Linked DNA regions of Mus musculus: region 1 is linked to region 2. The links are chromatin contacts, called in public HiCAR-type maps. All regions are on one chromosome and are shown on one strand. Each heading gives the region's core, a stretch centred on a gene start, on an enhancer-like site or on the middle of the called end of the contact. The rest is flanking DNA. Distances are from core to core; before and after follow the strand shown.

Region 1 (2,700 bases), core at 6-2,505, 210 kb after region 2:
CAGGAGGGTTGTGAGGACCAGAGGCCTAGGATGCCTGCAGGAAGATGATGTCATCTAATTGTGTCAGGAGAGTTGCATCCAGGAAATCTCAACAATATGGTCACCTAAGCAAGACTTGCACAATGGCAACGTCAGCCAACATGTCAGATAGATGGGGAAGGGGAAGGAGATCTTGCAAGGCTCCCATTGTAGATCGTTGTGAGCCACCATGTGGTTGCTGGGAATTGAACTCAGGACCTCTGGAAGAGCAGTCAGTGCTCTTAACCGCTGTCTCACCTCTCCAGCTCCAGGTTATATCCCTAGATGAAGAGCTACAAGTAAATGGACGCTGAGAGAGGAAGGATCAGTGTTCTCTAAGAATGAGTCCCCTCATAAATTACTTAATCCCAAGTGGCCAGCCTTAAACACTCACACGCACGCACGTGTATACACACACACACACACACTCACACACACACACACACACACACACACACACACACACACACACACACACACACGTATACATTCACAAATACACCACATACACATACACACATATACACACATGTACACATACACATGTACTCACACAGACACACACCACAAACACACATGTATACACAGGTATACACAAGGACACACACGAGCAATGCTAAATGACTCAGCAGGTTATATTTTTACACACACACACACACACACACACACACATACATATATCTGACACTAATAGTTTAAGGTGAGGTCACGAGGAGCGGAAAGAACACAGGAGGAGTTGGGGGATGAGAAGGAGGGGACAGCAATGATGTAAAGAGAGCTTGTGCATGAAATTCTCAAAATCCGTTTTAAGAGGCAAAAAGAATGAGTTGCTGTGATCATACATAATGATTTCTGTAGAATACATACAACACACAGTTGAGTTGCAATGGACAACATTAGAAAGAAGGCAGACATTTACAGAATACCGAGAAATTGAAAAGAAAACCCATTAGGAACATATGCTTCTTTCTGCTTTACCCCCTAATTTTACCAGTGCAAGGAATACACTTTATAATCTATGTGGTCAGAGACTGGGATGGGCTACTCTTTAGGCTTACGCCTATAACGGAGCCTGGCAGGCAGTAGGTCCTGGTATGGATCTGTAAGTACTGAGTCACTCCAGGAGAGTATGAACCAGATGCTGGGACCCACCCAAGTGCTGGGTGGGTGGAGTGGATCTCAGCTCTCAGCACCTCCCTAGAGCTCTTGTTTCTCCTCCTATCTTGATGCCTTGCTGAAACAGACAGACAGCGGAAGTCCTCTCTAGATAATCAAAGGCTCTGGGAGAGGCAGGATGGAGAGGAGTGTAAAGAGTTTTTGTTTCAGTTGGATAAAGCTTTAGCAATCTGTGTAAACAGCCAAGAGCCTTGTTTCTCGATAAAAGACTCTCTAATCAGTTCTAATCCAAGAGCATCGTTGGCACTGAGAGATTGTAAAGGCAAAATATTCACTTTGAAAAATGAAACCTATTCTATTCAGGGCATTGTAATTTCCCATTGTGAGGCTGTGGTACCGGCGATTAAATTCTATTGTGTGTCTGCAGCCCTCGTTAGCGGGGATGTTTGCTATTATTAACTGATATTCTAAGAACATCCGCTCGCTCTCCACGGTGAAGAGCTGCTTGGCTCCTGAGAGATAATTTGCATACGTCTTGAGTTTGCCCTTCATGGTCTTTTCTTCCTCATTCGCTGTGCTATACGTATCTGGGATCCCATCTCATAGGGGCTGCCTCGTGCGTGGCATACTCTCTGAGCATGCTCAGTTGTCTGGCCATGTCATTCACATCTGGATAACCCTGGACACTTACACATGACTCTGCTATCTGTTTCCTGCATGGCAGGAAAAATTCTTTCTAAAAAGAAGTGCCTTAGGTTGTGTTCCCAGCAGCAGAACCCAAGGGGAGGATTTGTGTCAAAACACAGGCCCTCAGGTCCGATGGGGCCTGCATGTGAAACCTGTGGGTATGGAAGTGTCCACGCCTGGAAGTTTTGAGTTTTGCTTCCAGATTTTGGAATGTTTATAGAGGTTTTAGTAGTTGAACATTCCTAACACAAAAAAATCCAGCACCTTCGGAATTTTGAAATGTTTGTCTTCTGTTGACATCTCTGTATATGTGTATTATGTGTGTGTATATATGTATGTGTGTGTATGTATGTATGTGTGTATGTATGTATGTGTATGGATGCATGTGTGTATATGTATATATGTATGTGTGTATGTATGTATATGTGTGTATGTATCTATATATATGTGTGTATGTATTTGTGTATATGTATGTATGTGTGTGCATGTATGCATGTGTATGTATGTGTGTATATGTATGTATGTGTGTGCATATATGCATGTGTATGTATGTGTGTGTGTGTATGTATATATGTATGTGTGTGTGTGTGTGTGTGTGTATGTATGAGTATGTGTATGTGTGTATGCTATACAGTCTGTCCACAGCTTTAGGGATGTTCAGGTGTGTTACAAATACTAACGTAACAGTAGGGCCAGCAAAGTCACACGCAAAAACACAGACTTGAGGCCTTCCAGTGTTAAAGTCCCTAATATCAAAGAACAAGAGTGACCTAGAAAGGCCAGCGATGGAAGAGGGGAGCAGAGCAACTGCCTATGAGAGAGGCCCAGGCTTTAAGTCAGCATGCTGTGGCGCCTCATAGAAGGAGTGTGAGGACAGAA
Region 2 (2,700 bases), core at 46-2,545:
AAATTAAAACTGGGCATAAGCCATACTGGAGTGAGTGGGAGAACCGATAATTTCCTTACCTGAAACCGCCCCTCCCCGTATTCCCTAGACTTGACCTTCAGTTATTCAGTACCACAAAACAGCCCCCAGTGTAGCAAGTCCTCCCAGAGTCCTTTGCAGCACACTGGGGCTGTGAATCTAAGTTTTTGTTTAATTATGTGGGAATATATTTAAAAGGAGCCGACTCTATGCCTCTCTCCTTCCATTCTTCCGGATCGTATGATACCTGATGGCAGCGGGTACTTCCAGCAACAGTTTTGGACCACTTGATGGTCATGGGAAGGAAAATTATATGGAGAAATGACAGGGTGGAAGGAGGCTGGGACACTGCTGCTGTGACCCCGGGTTTCCTAGTTCCAGACTTAAAAAACTCCACCCGATGTGATTTTGAGTTACATCCTCCAAGTCAAAGGAGATGTTATTGGAGAGAATTTCTGCCTTCAGACCTGAGCTTCAGTGGCAGAGGCGGGGTTGTGGTGGGGGTGCTGAGGACGTGACCCTACCGTGAACCGAGGCTGATGCCAGAGGCCAAAAGACTGTAAGCCAGAGTCTACTCCAATTAAAATATGCGGGGGCGGGTGGGGTGGTGGTGGTGTGTGGGAGAGGCAGGGGAGGGATGGGGGAGGCGTAGGTGGGGCTGGAGACTGGTGACGGGGGTGGGGGGGTGGGGTGGGTGGGGTGGGTGGGTGGGGGAGTGGGGGTGGGGGTGGGCCAGGGGTTGGCGGTGTCTGAGGCCATGGTTCATTTGGTGAAATATTTGCCTTGCAAGCACAAGGACTAGACTTCCATCCTCAGAACCCATGTGAAAAACCAGGCATGGTGGTGCATGCTTGCAATCCCAGCACTGGGGAGGCAGAGGCAGAAGGACCCCTGGGCTTCCCTGGCTGCCTGCCTAGCTTACATGGAGAATTATAGGTCCGTGAGAGGCTACTTCTCAAGCCAAAGGGGGAAGGCATCTGAGGGATGACCCCCAAAGTTGGCACACAAACACAGAGAAGAAAAAGCCCATTTTTTTTAAAAATTTGAATATGACTTTGCCTAGAGGGAGCGACGTTTTAATTTCCTTATAGATCAGTACGATCAGGTACTTTGAAAAGTTTTTTTGTTTCTTTTTTTTTTTTTCTTTCTTCTTATAGAAAGACAGAGTAAACGTCAATGCTGCTGACCAAGGTGCGCTTCTCTCACTTGTTTATAGGATCTTGAGGGAGGGCGATGGTGTCCCTGTTGGAGAGGGGAAGCAGACGCTGCATGAACTTTGACCCCATCCTGTTGCCGGCTCAGTATCTCCACTGTGCTCCCGCTCTGTCTGTTGAGGCAGGATCTCATGTAGCCCAGGCTGACCTCCAATGTAGCCAAGGATAATTGTGAACCCCCGGTCCTCTTTTCTCTCTCTCCCAAGTGCTGGGATCACAAGGCAGTACCCTCCCCCAGTTTTATTTGATACTGGATAGAATCCAGGGTTTTACACAGGCAATGCAGGGCCCTACCCTTGAACTCCAGCATGCCCTGCCCCCATTTCCTCTTCCTATCTGTCTACCACAGCAGTAGGAAGGTCCGGGACATTTGTTTGCTCTTCAGGAAACACCTCCCATCTTGGCCGTAGAAGGCATTCTTTGCCCTCAATCCAGATTGAATTTCCTTTATCCCGAAAAACTGGTGACTCACGGAAGTGTTTCCAGAGTGAACATGGTTAGAACTTCTCCAGAACCCTTGGGGGAGAGAATCTTCTAGGCTTTCCCTTCTTGTGTTCTCCAGTAAGTCTCCACAGCATGCATGCCTCTGAGCAGCACTGACTCCTCCCGTGGGTTCCAGGGAGTCTGTGATTGCACGCACCAGGCAGCTTTCTAGTTCCTCCTTCCCACCACTCCGCAATGTTTATTCTCTGAGTCGTTAGTCATGTGCTGGGCCATGGAAATACAGCAGTGACTGAAACCTGCAGAAACTGGTTTATTCATGGCTCTGCCAGTTTGCTGATTCTTAACACGCCCTTATGGGGCAGTTGGTTACTACGACTGAATGGTATATTAGAACGATATTGGGGTTATTTAACTGGCCTCAGATTTTATGTAATTTCCACTTCTGATCTCGTAGATATAAACATGCCGGTGAAACTAACAACAGCCAGAAGAACAACTCCAGACGCAACAAAATGACAGGAGCTATGGAGGCTGAAGTAGAGGGCCCTCAAGGGATGGGGAAGATGGTTCTCAACTGGAAACTAGACTTTCTCAATAAATATGAATGGTGGCTTGGCTATGTCTCAGTTCCTATTTGTGAATGTGGAAGAAAAACTATTTGGTAAATGCAATAAGGGAAGAAATGGTATTTTAAAACAGAAGCCAGGTGGTTGTGGCCCACACCTTTAATTCCAGCACTCAGGAGGCAGAGGCTGGTGGATCTGTGTGAGTTCAAGGACAGCCTGGTCTACAGATCAAGTTCCAATATAGCCTGGGCTACACAGAGAAACCCTGTCTTGAAAAACCAAAGACAAAACAACAACCACTACCACCACCAACCAACCAACCAACCAAAACCAACCAACCAACCAAAACCAACCAACCAACCAAAACCAACCAACCAACCAAAACCAACCAACCAACCAAAACCAACCAACCAACCAACCAAAACCAACCAACCAACCAACCAACCAACCAACCAACC

What was found. HiCAR-type assays count read pairs that join an accessible place to other places.
Region 1: a HiCAR-type map of embryonic stem cells shows a contact between it and region 2, with 2.9 times the contacts expected there. The contact joins two enhancer-like sites. A contact is called at or near these places in 4 of 115 datasets of contacts at active chromatin or transcription factors (all in embryonic stem cells) and 1 of 9 other capture datasets (embryonic stem cells).

What each region holds. Positions count from the first base shown.
Region 1 is chr2:169,310,341-169,313,040 of GRCm38.p6, forward strand. No RefSeq gene overlaps it. Among named protein-coding and RNA genes, the nearest start is that of Gm46788, 13 kb to the left of the region's middle. Within about 2 kb of position 1,256, at least 6 of the 459 cell types and tissues checked have an H3K27ac peak or open chromatin away from gene starts, as enhancers often do. A contact at or near this core is called in embryonic stem cells, where this site is marked.
Region 2 is chr2:169,100,171-169,102,870 of GRCm38.p6, forward strand. No RefSeq gene overlaps it. Among named protein-coding and RNA genes, the nearest start is that of Gm52536, 22 kb to the left of the region's middle. Within about 2 kb of position 1,296, at least 4 of the 459 cell types and tissues checked have an H3K27ac peak or open chromatin away from gene starts, as enhancers often do. A contact at or near this core is called in embryonic stem cells, where this site is marked.